Linked DNA regions of Mus musculus: region 2 is linked to region 1. A link is a contact called in public Hi-C data. All regions are on one chromosome and are shown on one strand. Each heading gives the region's core, a stretch centred on a gene start, on an enhancer-like site or on the middle of the called end of the contact. The rest is flanking DNA. Distances are from core to core; before and after follow the strand shown. Region 1 holds the start of 4921528I07Rik (RIKEN cDNA 4921528I07 gene). Region 2 overlaps Cnot10 (CCR4-NOT transcription complex, subunit 10).

Region 1 (6,865 bases), core at 3,092-5,591:
TTACTCCTGTAGTCAGAGGCAGATGGAACTATGTGAGTTCCAGGCCATAAAGAGAGAGAGATGGAGAGAGAGAGAGGGAGAGACAGAGGAATAGCTAGTTTCAAGAGAGTCATGGATACACAGTAACCCTGTCTCAAAACGAAAAACAAACAAATAAAACCAAAACAAAATATCCTATATATTTTTTTAAAAATTGGATAGCAAAGATCAGTATCTAGGTGGTGACTAGAGTTCTTAGTGAATGCTTTGCCTTAGCTGTTTTGTTCTTTGTGTTCATGCTAAATATTGTCAATCCTTTAAAGCTTTTCGCCAGGTTTTACTAGAAGGAACCAACCAAGCCTAGCATGACCTCCGTTCATATACATGTAGCCAGTTTCAATGGAGCACAGAGTCAGTAATCTGCACAAAAACATGGGCTTTTCTTTCATCCTTGTTCATGTCTGTAGGCAGGTGAATTACACTGCCCAGGTCTTCTGAGCACTGTGGTAGTCCCAGCAGTCTTTGGGATTCCTGTAGCTTTGAGTTATTACAGGCTGATGCTAGAAAACTGGAAAGTCTTCCCTGTTTTTATTGTTTACGCCCTCTGTTGTGTTAAATCTAATGCTGCACTGCATATCTAAAGATCTCTGTCACTTACTCTGAATCTTGGTTTATTCCTCTGCCTAGAAAAATGCAAATCAACCTACCACATGTGGCTGTGGCAAACTTTAAACACATAAGTAAATTGTCTATTCTGACTTTTTTTCAAAACTTTTTCTCTGTAGATTGAGTTGAGTAACTTGGATATCTGTGTAGATAAGATAGGTTTAGAGGCAGCCTCGTGAACAAAACAACAAACTAAAGAGGTCACAGCTGTACACACAGGGCTACAATTTCTCACTTCAGGCATCACTTTTTTTAAGAACAAACATCTGATTTTTCAATCAATACAAGTTGATTTGCTCACTGTGGTGCAACCAGACAAAAGACAATCAGTATTAACACAATTCATATCTAACACATGTCTTCAGCGACTGCAGGATACATACTGTTCCGGCGTTTTCTGGAGCCCACCTGTAACACACAGGAAAGAAAACACTTACGAGACTTAGATGATGATGAATCCTGTTTGTACCACGCTTTGGTTCACCTCTTGACGGGACATAATTGTACCAAGTTTGTCGAGCTAATCTAATCTCTTACTAATCTACTGACTCTTACTGACTATTAGAGACTCAGGGGAAATGTTCCGTATTAGTATATTATGTGATACTGACACAGAATACCTCAAGATGCCTACTTTGTGACAAAAACTAGAGTGTTTCCCATATTTACTGACTAAGTGCCACATCAGGCAACCTTATGCGTTGGCTTCTACTGAAGGTTAGCTGAGTTACATGACAATATGGTGAAGCTAACACCTATTTAGTGATACCATCCCCTTTTGGGATGCACGCCAATCATTTGCATGCATCCTTATGTCTTAAGTTCTTGGCACCTGAACATGCCATGCTAGGACATATGATGCTTCCTCTACATCCATCTTTGGGGAACATAATCAGATTCAACCTAAACCACAGGCTCTAGAAGCCATAAAAGGAGTAAACGCTTATGTAAACATTCAAGTCTACATGAATGATATGCCTGCCACCTTCTGAGTGAAATTTACATACTGGTATTGAAGGCAGAATATTATTGTCCAGAAGACAGTCTGCCCTGACTCAAAGTCACTACCTGATACAGTTCTAATAAATCCCGATCTGATATAATTACATTTCCTTTTCCTCCTAAATAAAATATTTAATACATGAAACACTTAATCAACTTTACTTTTTCAAGTGTGCTATAGTCATAAACACATGCGGGAATCATTAAAGTAATTTTCTCTTATATAAAGGAAGAGGGCTTCTTACGGTCAGTGAGGATTTTGTCCGAGGACGGTCATCAGTTGAGAAGGGTGTGTTAGTACATTCTTGAGGTAGGACTAGAGGGACAGAAAGTCACTGTCAGCTCATGGCACCACTTATTTACACAAGCATTTTGACATCGATAAAAGTGTACTGAGGCAGTACATGTGATTAGATTCAGTTAGGCTACTACTGGGCTGTCTTTCCTGATGGTGAGTATAGGCAAAGACTAGAAAACTAAAAAGCTTTTTTTCCCTTTTTTTCCTTTTGCTTTCTAGAGGACAGGAATATAAAGCAACATAAGGGTCTATGGTTTAATATGTAACTACCTAGTGCGTGTATTCAGTTTGGGAGGGAGCACATCCAAGGGCAACTGTTGGTATCTAGTTATGCCTAATATTATTTGGGGTTCTGGGGTTAGAGACAGAATATCAGGTGCAATGACAAGCACCTATACTATCAAGACATCTCATTCTCCTCATTAAAATAAATGTCACGATGAAACCACATATGATCATCATTCCCTTTAAGCATTTTGAAACCCAAAAGGACTGAAGAATCTCTTCATCACATCTCACAAGCATATTTCAACCTCCATCAGTTGACACATTCTGATTCTACATTCATCATAAACACAGAATTTTAGCTTTTTAACACATACATTTTCCTGGGGAAGTGAATTTAGTATAAGGGACATGGTGTAACTATATTGATCCATTCATCCTTTGACATGCAATAATTTATTGACTTCTGGAAAACAATAATAAGTACCCTGTGCCTTGTTTCTCCTTTTATTCTCATGTGCTTTGTAGCATCCAGATTAAAAAGAACAGTGATAAGGAAGAGGAGTATCTGGATCCTGCTGGCCATTCAAGTCCTCTAACTCAGCTCTATGTGAGAGTTGCTCCAAGGGTAATGGGGGCTCTAAAAACTGGGTAGATATTCTGAGTACTTGTGTCACTCTCCCAGGTTGTGGCTCACAAGGTCTCTGCACTTTTGAGGGTAACATTTGTATTTCCACCAGATATCAATTAAAGATCTCTCTATTTGTAGTTGGCTTTAGGCCAGGTGTGAGGATAAGGATCCCAGTCCTACGCATCTGTGAGCTGACGAGAAGGGCTGGTACTTCCTTGCAATGCCTAGGTTGAAATGTGACAGTGGTGTCCTGTGATAAAGTGACCATGGATTTGATGTCATAAAGTAGATAATGCCTAGGACTTCTACAGACTTGAGACATCCTGACGTGTACACTGGAAACCTACCATCTTGGTTAATTAGCTTTTCACAAATATGAACCTCTTTATATTTAGGTTTTGCCCAATTCATCAAGAAAGCTATAGCTCTCTGAAGCAGTGTCAGGATAAATAAACCACATCACACGTGAAAACAGCAGGAAGGGTTAATACATCTTTTCAGCACCATGTTTCTACACGCACAGAAGAACGATTACCTCTGCATACTATTCTTTTTGTTCACCATATACGAACACTATGCTCACGGATTACTGTAAATAGTTCCTGACTCTCTAGTTAGTTCACCAGTCTAATTCATCTATTCTCTACTTCATTTGTTGAAATAGTGATCAGTCATTCAGAACAAAATAATCAACTTATTGGGTGATACCTCACTCCAAAGAGATGTGGGTCACAATGTTACCTATTTGTGATGTCTACAATTCAGGATAAATCATAAATTATGGATTTAAATTATTCAATATGGAGTAGGTACACACTCTAAACCTTCACATATGTGGAAAAGACATACCTACATTTTAGTGAATAAATATACCTAATAAGAAAATGACACGAAATGTTTGTTAAAAATGAAAATAGGCACACATTATAGTGGGAGATTTATATCATAATTTATCCCCACCACTGTGAAGCCACTCCTTTTTTCTGAGGTTAATAATTTCAAAACAGAGAACCTTAGTTATTTCTTGGTATGTCTATGATATAGTGTTATGTCTGTGAAGCACAATCTTGAGGGAGGAAATACAAACATATATAGACACATACGTACATACAAACACATTAAATTCTAAAGTCAAAATATTTTGTAGACTAAAATATAATATATAATAAAACATAATTCTAGAGCCAGGCGTGATGGTGCATGCCTTTAATCCCAGCACTTGGGAGGCAGAGGCAGGCAGATTTCTGAGTTTGATGCCAGCCTGGTCTACAGAGTGAGTTCCAGGATAGGCAGCGCTACACAGAGAAACTCTGTCTCAAAAATTAAATAAAATAAGACATAATTCTAATAATACAGCAGTTATAAGTATTTACACAAAATATTTTGAGAAATATTAACCAGTCTATTTGAAGCAAAAGCACTAAATGGCTAGCAATATCATACCTCTGGTATCACAACAGTTACCCATTATACTCAGATTCCAACACTACTATCGCTCTGTAGTTATAGACGTGTACTCTGAGGAAATCTCAAAGTATACTGGCACTCAGCACTCAGGCCTGAACATAACTAGGTACAGGTCAGCCATAAGTCACAGAGCTTGCATAGTGAACTCATAATCATACCATGACAGCCAACATCTGCTACTTAGGCAAGTCTGCTCATACAAGGTCAGGACGACAGTGTGGGTTATCATAAATGCCAATGTTCTTGATCTAAGAACAACCAACTACAAAGTTAGTTTTCTCTCATCTGCTTACATGGTTCTAAAGAACCATGTTAAAATGCCTACTTCACAAAGGTCTTTTTTGATCACTCTCTCACACATCAAAATGTGAGCTGTCAGCTACTGCTCCAGTGAATTTTTGCCTGTCTGCTGCCTTGCTCCCTGCTATGATGGTCATGGATTCTAACTCCCTGAAACTTAAAATTCTAAGTTAAATATTTTCTTTAACAAGTTGACTTGGTCATGGTGTTTTATCACAAAAAAAAAAAAAATAGAAAAGTAACTAAGACAGCCCCTAACCATGTGTCTATCTGTCCTTAATAGTTCAATTAAAGACATAATTAATGTAGAAAGATTAATTGGATGTTTCTATCCCACTTTTGATCATTTACCTCCCAAATAAAGACACAAAACTTTTAAATTTATAATAAGCCATAAAAGCACTAGAGCTGAGCAGATATCCACCCTTTATGCTAGTCAGTCTACTTTCCAGTCAATGATCCTCAGGGACAACTTGCCATGTTTCTCATGGCCCACTCCTTTCCAAATGTCTGGCCCTCATTGCCATGTTCTCACTTTCCACCTACCCCTGCATCTTCTTCCTTCCTCTTCTCTTTTCTCTCCTGGTATTCTCTGCCTCAGACCCCGAGCCCCGCACCTGAAGCCTTGCCTACCTCTCTTCTGCCCAGTTACGAGCTGTCAACCTGTTTATTTAACTAATCGCTTTAAACTAAGGAGCAAGTTTCCATAGCATCACTTGGTATATGCGATGATTTCCTCTTGACCAAGGATCTCCTCATTGCGGCAGCCAGATCTTGTGGACCAGCATTGATCACTACAGTGCATAGCAACAGACCAAACGTCAGCACACAGTGAATACTGAAAAGCAGAAGAGAAAGAGTAATAAATTCTTTTTAAATTTTTTTATTTTTCCAGCTTCAACCCCACTGGACAGGTTTCCATGAAGGTTGCCCGGGCTTCTCTTCTGCATTCCCACTGACCACCACAAGATGGCACCCTATGAAAGCCTGTTGATGTTGGATGTGGTGGTACATTGGGAAGAGAAACAAAGGTCTATTGACTCCTCCACCAAGACCATCCTCAGAATCCTATGAGGTTTAGTTTTTAACAAAGTCAAGAAGTATCTATAGCTGGGCAATGCTGGTCAAGTTATTTCCTCCTTCTGAGCTTCAGTCTCTCCTGATAAGTGATATGATAGATTGTACGTGCCAGAAAATTAGTCCTCCTTATGGTTTGCCCAAGGGTCTTAGCTTGTTCCTTCTCCCAGCATGAGATTCTTGGCATCCTCTGTCTAAGCTGTTCAGTGCCAAAGGGAGTAACACAAGCATCTCTTCATATTTCATACATGCCAGGATGGTTAGAGAAGTAGATGCTCTGAGCACTGGGAACCATTGCCTTGAGCCCTTACACTTCCTCCTTCCTCTATAGTTTCCAGGGGTGGCAGAATAGAATAGTCACAATGAAATGATAGAATTACCACTCGTTATTAATACTTCACATATAAACTAAGATCTGCAAGTGAAACTCAGTTCTAAGGATAGAAATGTCCCCTCAGTGGGAGGCTTGGCTAAGTGTTTATGACTTCTGCTTTATGTCCAACCCCTGCTCCTTAAAAATATGTGATACCCTAGCAAGATTATGCTGAAAGGACCCTGATATAGCTGTCTCTTGTCAGAGTATGCCTGGGCCTAGCAAACATAGAAGTGGATGCTCACAGTCGGCTATTGGATGGATCACATGGCCCCCAATGAAGGAGCTAGAGAAAGTACCAAAGAAGCTAAAGGGATCTGCAACCCTATAGGTGGAACAACATTATGAACTAACCAGTACCCCGGAGCTCTTGACTCTAGCTGCATATGCATCAAAAGATGGCCTAGTCGGCCATCACTGGAAAGAGAGGCCCATTGGACACGCAAACTTTATATGCCCCAGTACAGGGGAACGCCAGGGCCATAAAAGGGGAGTGGGTGGGTAGGGGAGAGGGGGTGGGTGGCTATGGGGGACTTTTGGTATAGCATTGCAAATGTAAATGAGCGAAATACCTAATAAAAAATGGAAAAAAAAATATGTGATACCTAAAGTGGCATGACAAATGAGAGGTGGGAAGAAAGGGTTCTGGAAACCCCCCAAGATTTTCTAATGGTAGAGACATATGGCTATTAAATCTACCTACAACTAGGGTTGGTGCCTGAGATGACAAAGGAGGGGGCTTTCCTTCGGAAGTTACCCTTGACTAGATAGATAAATGCCTCCCAAAGGTTTTATGGATAACTGTCCTGACAAGAGTAAAAGTATCCCGAGCTTTTGTACCCGCCAG
Region 2 (6,865 bases), core at 495-2,994, 270 kb after region 1:
CCTTCAGTCCACTCTCCATCTCACCCTGGACTCCTCTCTACACTACCCTACCTACCAATCTCATTCTGGGGCTTCCCTTCTAGAACTGGGCGCTGTGTTTTGCCAAGAGCAGGTTCCTAGATGGGCTTTAAAAGGCTGACTGACCTTCAACTGACCAATAATTGACTTTCTATTATCGTCATTATCATTATTATTATTTTTACACTACAGCAACTGGAGAAGTATATGTTATGGTTGTTATTTGATTTTGTTGTTGTTGAAGACAAGGTCTTTCTTTGTAGCCCCGGCTGTTCTGCAACTCACAGAGATCTGTCTGCCTCTGCCTCTTGAGTGCTGGAATTAAAGGTACGGGCAACCAACCACATCTTTCTGGCCTTGTTTGATTTTTATTTTATTTATATTTTGTGTATGGGTGTTTTGCATGCATGTATTCTGTGCACTACTTCCAGTGCCCAGAGGAAGCCAAAAGAGGGCGTTGGATCCCTTGGAACTGGAATTGCAGATGGCTGTGAGTCGATGTGTGGGCACTGAGAATTGAACCCGGTTCTTCTAGAAGAGCAGTCAGCCAGCCAGCCAGTGTTTTTAACTGTAGATTCATCTCTCCAGTCCCTGTCGTTTGATTTTTGAGACAAATTCTCACTCCATTGTTTCATGCAGTCAAGCTTAAACTTCTGAGCAATCTTCTGCCTTAGTCAGGGACTACAGGCAAGACAGTCCTTTGTCACAATGCCAGCTGAAATACTTATCAATGGTATTTATCCAAATAGATGCTTGCCTGGCCCAGCCTCGGCATAAAGCCATAAAATATCATCCTTGTCCAATACTTGGGAGTACTTAGCTAAAGCAGTATTTTTCCTTTCTTTAAAAACTCAGGCCGGGTGGTGGTGGTGCACGCCTTTAATCCCAGCACTTGGGAGGCAGAGGCAGGCGGATTTCTGAGTTTGAGGCCAGCCTGGTCTACAAAGTGAGTTCCAGAACAGCCAGGACTACACAGAGAAACCCTGTCTCAAAAAACAAAAACAAACAAAAAAACAAAACAAAAAAACCCCCAAAAACTCAGGCAGAAAAGAGCCAGAAGAGTACAGAGGATCTTAAACCTTCACCCACAGAGCAAAGATAAGTCAAGGAACCGAAGCAAATGAAATACATTGAGTAATGTTATTATGGTAAAAATTAAAATCTAAACAATGGGGAAAAAAACCAAAAAAAAAAAAAAAAGCCAAAGATAGAAATGGCTTATACATTTACTCAACCACGGAAGTGACAGGAGTAAAATAAAGCTGTATAAAACAAACTAGTCAAATAACTAAAACAAAATCAATAGAATCGAATAAAGTGGAAAGGAACAGATGACGGGAAGAAATCAGTGAAGAAATTTGTTGGGCTGTTCCGCGCTGCCGCTAGGTGGCGCTCGGCGCCCCGGGCTCCACGCGGATTCCCGGTTGCGTCCCGAGACTCTGCCTCTCTGCTGCTTTCCAGAGGGATCCCGCGGGCTGGCCGTACCCCTTCCCGGCTGTCCCCGCTGGGAATAGCTTGGAGGTCGTGTGAAGAGTCACATCGTGGGCAGGATACCCTGGTGATAAGGACACAGATCGCAGCGGGACCACAGCTGTTCCAATGATTTTGATTTCCTTGGTGGGACAGCTACAATAAAGTTTTTTCTCGTATATTAAAGGATCAACGCGTATGGAGTGAAAACTCCCCACCTGCAGGGTTGCCTGTTAGCTTCCTGAGGTCTCAGCGGAGATATGGACTGTGGTAAGACTGTTGGCAGCTGGCCATTGCCCGGGTCCCAGAAGTCCCCAATCAGGGCTGAGCTGGGGGGGGGGGGGTGTGGGTGTGGGTGGGGATAGGGGCTGCTCACATGCTAATGTGGCGGTGACAATCGTGCGGGGGCGCCCCCGCGCCTGGGGGAGCCAAGGCAGAAACAAAGCATTAGCATTTTCCCCTAGAGAAAGGACTGCATTCCTGGGAGGGGAGCGCGGCCCTCCCCATTCACACTGGGGACCACACAGAGTGCCTCTTGCGCCAAAAGCTGGAAGGTTCGTCGGTTTGGCTTTTCTTTTGACCCGGGCGTTGCATACGAAATGTAGATATTTTCCTAAACGCCGGCTTTGACATTTAATGCGTTCCTAAGTAGTCTGAAATGTGGACTGGATTAGGAGGAGGCTAGGGGCCCACCGGGACACTCAGGCAAATCCCCTTAAATCCTCCAAGACAATTGTGTGTCACCACACGGATTCGCTTTGCCCCAAATGAGGAGGCTAATGAACTTCACTGCCTCCTTCCGTGACAGCCCACTCGCACCTGGCCGAGCCTCTGCGCCCGCCTCCCAGCTTTGTGTCAGGGCGTGTTTACTTTGTGTTTACTTTAGGCCAGGCCTGTTGGCTTCTAGGATCCAGTCTGACCATTAACTAAGGCACCTATCCTGGGCCATTGCTCAACCTTTACTCCACAAGGGGTGAGGGACACAAATACTGAGGGCCCTGGGACCTTGGGGCTATTACAGGCCACCCCATTTCAGGCCCCTTGGAACACTGCTAAGCCCAGAAAGAAAAATAGCATGAAACTCTACTTTACATGGGGAGTATTTTACCAGCAGGTTATGCGCCCCCGGAGGCCAGAAGAGGGCATCAGCTCTATTGACCTGGAGCTACCTGGTTTCGAGCCACCGTGTGGATTCTGGGAATCGAGCACCATCCTCTGCATACCTTCAGCTCCTCTCACCCATCTTCATAATTTACTTCTTATTCTCTCCCCTTCCCCTTTGAGACAGGTCTCATTATGAAACCCTGGCTGGCCTGGAATTTGCTATACTGTCCAGAATGGCTTCAATCTCACATATTTCTTTTTTTTTTTTTTCTTTTTTTTCTTTTTTTGGTTTTTCGAGACAGGGTTTCTCTTTATAGCTCTGGCTGTCCTGGAGCTCACTTTGTAGACCGGGCTGGCCTCAGAAATCCGCCTGACTCTGCCTCCCAGTGCTGGGATTAAAGGCGAGCGCCACCACGCCCGGCCAATCTCACATATTTCAATGTCACTCAAATTTTGCAAATTTTTGTTTTTTGTTTGGTTGAGACAGAGTTTCTCTGCTTAGCCCTGGAAGAACTCTGTAGACCAAGCTGGCCTTGAACTCAGAGATCTGTCATTCTCTGCCTTCTGGTGTGCTGAGAGGCAGAGACAGGTGGATTTGTGAGTTTGAGGCTAGTCTGGTCTACATAGCAAGTTCAAGGGCATCAGGAATAGAGACCCTGTTTCAAAAGCAAACACTACTACTGTTAGGATTTATGCCATGGGAGTACCTTGGCAGATTACAGGCAAGGTTTACCGGAAAGATCACACCATGCAACATATCTTCTGCAACAGATTGATTGACGGGGAGGGGGAAAGGCAGTCTTGGAGAGGGGACATGAAAGAGAGACAGAGACACCAAGAGAGAGCTAGAATGATGGCCAAAACCTTTTCAAAGGTCTGGTGATGACACAGCTCAGCCACTGAGTCATTGAGGGTAGGCTTGGGTGCACCTTGTCTCTACCCCACGCCCCCCAGAAAACAAAAACAACACAAACCAACAACAACAAAAACCAAAGCAAAAATTCTTTATAACAGTCTTGAGTGCTGGGTCCAACCTCCATAACTATGGCGACGTGAACAAGAATGGCTCTCATCGACTCATATTTGAATGCTTCATCTTCAGGGAGTGACACTTCAGGGACTGGGAGGCGTGGCCTTGCTGGCAGAAGTGCATCACAGGGACAGGCCCAGTGTTTCTCTCCAGTCTCCTCTCCAGCACTACTTCCGTCTTCCTGCCACAATGTTCCCTGAAATGAAGATAATGAACTGAACCTTAGAAATTGTAAGCCAGCCCCAATTAAATGTTTCCATTTATTTAAGTTGCTGTGGTCATGGTATTTCTTCACAGCAACTGGAACAATGACTAAGACAACTGCCACAAAATAGCTAAATAAATAAAAGTTTGCTAGCCTCAAACTCAAAGATCCACTTGCCTCTCCCTCCTGAGTTCTGGGCTTAAAGGTTTGTGCAACCACTGTCCCACTCCCTTTTTTAATGAAAAAACAACAACAACAACAACTATATATCTATATACCTGTGTGTATAAATAATATAAATATTATATAAATTATAATATAAATAATAAAGTCATATAATAATTTATAAATATAAAATGTATAAATAAAATATCAGGGCAGGAACTCAAGCAGGAGCAGAGGCAGCAACCATGGAGAAACACTGCTTTGGGCTTGCTCCCAGGTTTAATTTGGGATACCATTTTTATACTTGCTCAGAAGTGGCTGAGCCCACATCCATCAACAATCAAAACAATGACCCACAGACTTATCCACAGGTCAGTTTGGGGAAGCCATTTCCTCAAGTCATGCTCCCTCTTCCCAGGTGACTGGTGACTGGTTTGTGTGGCGTCAACCAACACAGGTCCTTTCTTTCCATGGACCATAGCATCCCTGCCACTCAGCAAAGCTCAGGCACAAAGAATCAAGTGCCAGACTGACATGGGATCCATGACATTTTCAGTAGTTTTTCCTGTTGGCTTCCAAGAAGAAGGGTCCAGAGAGACTTGTGCACAGGATGGGGAGCAGTGTGAATTCAAATGTTCAGGGCCCACAGGCAGCAGAAGGCCAATGGATTCATCCAGTCTGTGGGCCAGGCTTCTCCTCTACCATCATCCAACTGTACTAATTATTTTTATTAGTATATTAACTGTATATTAACTTTCTTACTTACTGTGCCACAACACAGGAATGAGGCCATAGAACAGTCTGTAGTACCTGGCTCTCTCCTTCCATCACGTGGACCCTCAGGACTAACTAACCTCAGCCCATCCTGCTTGTTGGTAAACTCCCTTCCCACTGAACTATTTCATCTACCTTTTTAAGAGATGGAGCCCTATCTAGCCCAGTCTGGCCTTGTCGTGCCTTGTTCGTGAGCCCAAAAGACCAACCAGGAGCTGACTCTGATGCAATCACATTAGGGTCTCTTTATTACAGACTCGAGTTTGGGCTTACTCACCAACCCACAAGATGGTTTGGTGAAGCAGCCCTGAACTCTCATTGGGACAAGGTTTTATAGAAAATGGGAGCACATGAGGGGGTGACTACTCTGGCAAGCATCTAATTAACTGAATGACTATTGTAAGCCGACAGGTGGGTGGGTGCTCTGAAGCAAGACCATGAACAATCGCAAACAGTCTGAAAGTATATCTGAGACAACCAGACTATCTTTGACTGACTGATGCTAGGAAGTAGCTAGGAGTAACTCTAGTCAAGTCCTTCTTGGTGTATGGGTGCAGCTTGGGGTCAGCTGTGGGTCAAGTTCTTCAGGCCTTTTTTTCCTTCAGAATCCTACTTTAATTTTCACACCGGCTGCTAACAGAAGAAACTCCCTCTTTACAAATGAGTTAGGAAAGCTGGGCATGACGGTAGACACCTTGTAATCTCAGCATTTGGAGGCTGGGCAGGGAGGGTTTTTAATCCCAGCACTCATGAGGCAGAGGCAGGTGGATCTCTGTGAGTTCAAGGACAGCCTGGTCTACAGAGACCCCCGTTTCGAACAAGACCATTGTCTGCTCTTGCAGAGGGCATGGGTTCCATCCTACTACATACGCAATAGTGGCTCGCAAGCACCTGTAACTCCAGTTACAGAAACCCCAGAAAAACACCTATTCGTGCAGTTTTCAGCCTCTGCAGATAACACTCCTCTCCCACGGTCCCTGAAGCAGTCTGGCTAAACTTGGCGTGCAGCTCACCTGAGCTGCTAAGTATGAGACCCATTCTGAAGAAGTTCTTTGTCCACTTGCCTTTGACTGGGCCTGAGAAGCCAGAAGGTACGGCTGGGATGATTTACAGCCCTCTCAGAACCACAGCTGGCAGAACTGCTCAGGAAGGGTAGGTGTGGCCATGTGACGTTTCCACTCTCTGCCTTGTGCTTGTGACTAAGATATGAGCTCTCAGCTACTGCTCCAACACCCTGTTCCCTGCTATGATGACCATGAGACCCAAACAGGCTGCCAAAATAATTAAGTCAGCTGGTATATACACTTCCCATGGTAAAGTGGTCCCTGAACCAGGGATCTGAAGGGAGGGAGGACACCAAGAACACCCCTAAATGAAAACCAGCACCACACCTGGTCAACAGCGGAGGCATTTATATTTTCTAAAGGATAGCTACATTATTTTCCAATTTAAAGTTAGTGTGTGGACTACCAACAAATTGTCAGAATTGCAATCTCACAACACACACACCTTATTTTGTGAAAAAGCATTTAAACTTTTAAATTCTTGATTGCATCTCTCTCTCTCTCTCTCTTTTTTTTTTTGGTTTTTCGAGACAGGTTTTCTCTGTGTAGCCCTGGCTGTCCTGAAACTCACTTTGTAGACCAGGCTGGCCTCGAACTCAGAAATCTGCCTGCCTCTGCCTCCTGAGTGCTGGAATTAAAGGTGTGAGATATCATGCCCGGCTTCTTGCTTGCATCTTGAACTTGGTAGGTAGCCAATGCAGACCTGAACTCCTATTCCACCTCCTACATGCAGACATTCACCACCACATCCAAGTTTTTGCAGTGCAGGGGATGAAATCAAGGTCTTGTGCATGCTGCTAATCTTGGTAAGCATTCTGCTAATGTACAAATGGGCTACAGCGCCAGCTCCTTTGTAAAGGGATCTGCAATGACCCTTGAATTGCCTGGTAAGGTTCTTAAGACTAGAACAGGCTGAAGCAGGCCAGATCAGGGATGTGCCTGTTTCTCTGGTTTTGACTTTTATTGTTTCTCTTTGTTGCTGCTGTAGTATGTTTCTTTTTTGTTGTTTTTTGAGATAGGGTGTCACTATGTAGC

The links. Hi-C and Micro-C count contacts between places; a contact is called where the count stands out from the background.
Region 2: a contact with region 1 is called in a Hi-C map of nephron progenitors, with 14 times the contacts expected there. The contact joins the enhancer-like site here to the promoter of 4921528I07Rik in region 1. A contact is called at or near these places in 2 of 15 datasets of contacts at CTCF or cohesin (CD8 T cells and embryonic stem cells), 2 of 484 Hi-C or Micro-C datasets (embryonic stem cells and nephron progenitors) and 1 of 115 datasets of contacts at active chromatin or transcription factors (embryonic stem cells).

What each region holds. Positions count from the first base shown.
Region 1 is chr9:114,312,687-114,319,551 of GRCm38.p6, forward strand. 4921528I07Rik (RIKEN cDNA 4921528I07 gene) reads right to left here and starts at 4,342. Exons shown (of 27, transcript NM_001384245.1): 1 at 4,245-4,342; 2 at 1,893-1,963; 3 at 1,029-1,053. The coding sequence starts at 4,269.
Region 2 is chr9:114,582,522-114,589,386 of GRCm38.p6, forward strand. It overlaps Cnot10 (CCR4-NOT transcription complex, subunit 10), which reads right to left. Exons shown (of 20, transcript NM_153585.5): 20 at 3,353-3,818. Among named protein-coding and RNA genes, the nearest start is that of Trim71, 22 kb to the left of the region's middle. Within about 2 kb of position 1,745, at least 138 of the 459 cell types and tissues checked have an H3K27ac peak or open chromatin away from gene starts, as enhancers often do. A contact at or near this core is called in embryonic stem cells and nephron progenitors, where this site is marked.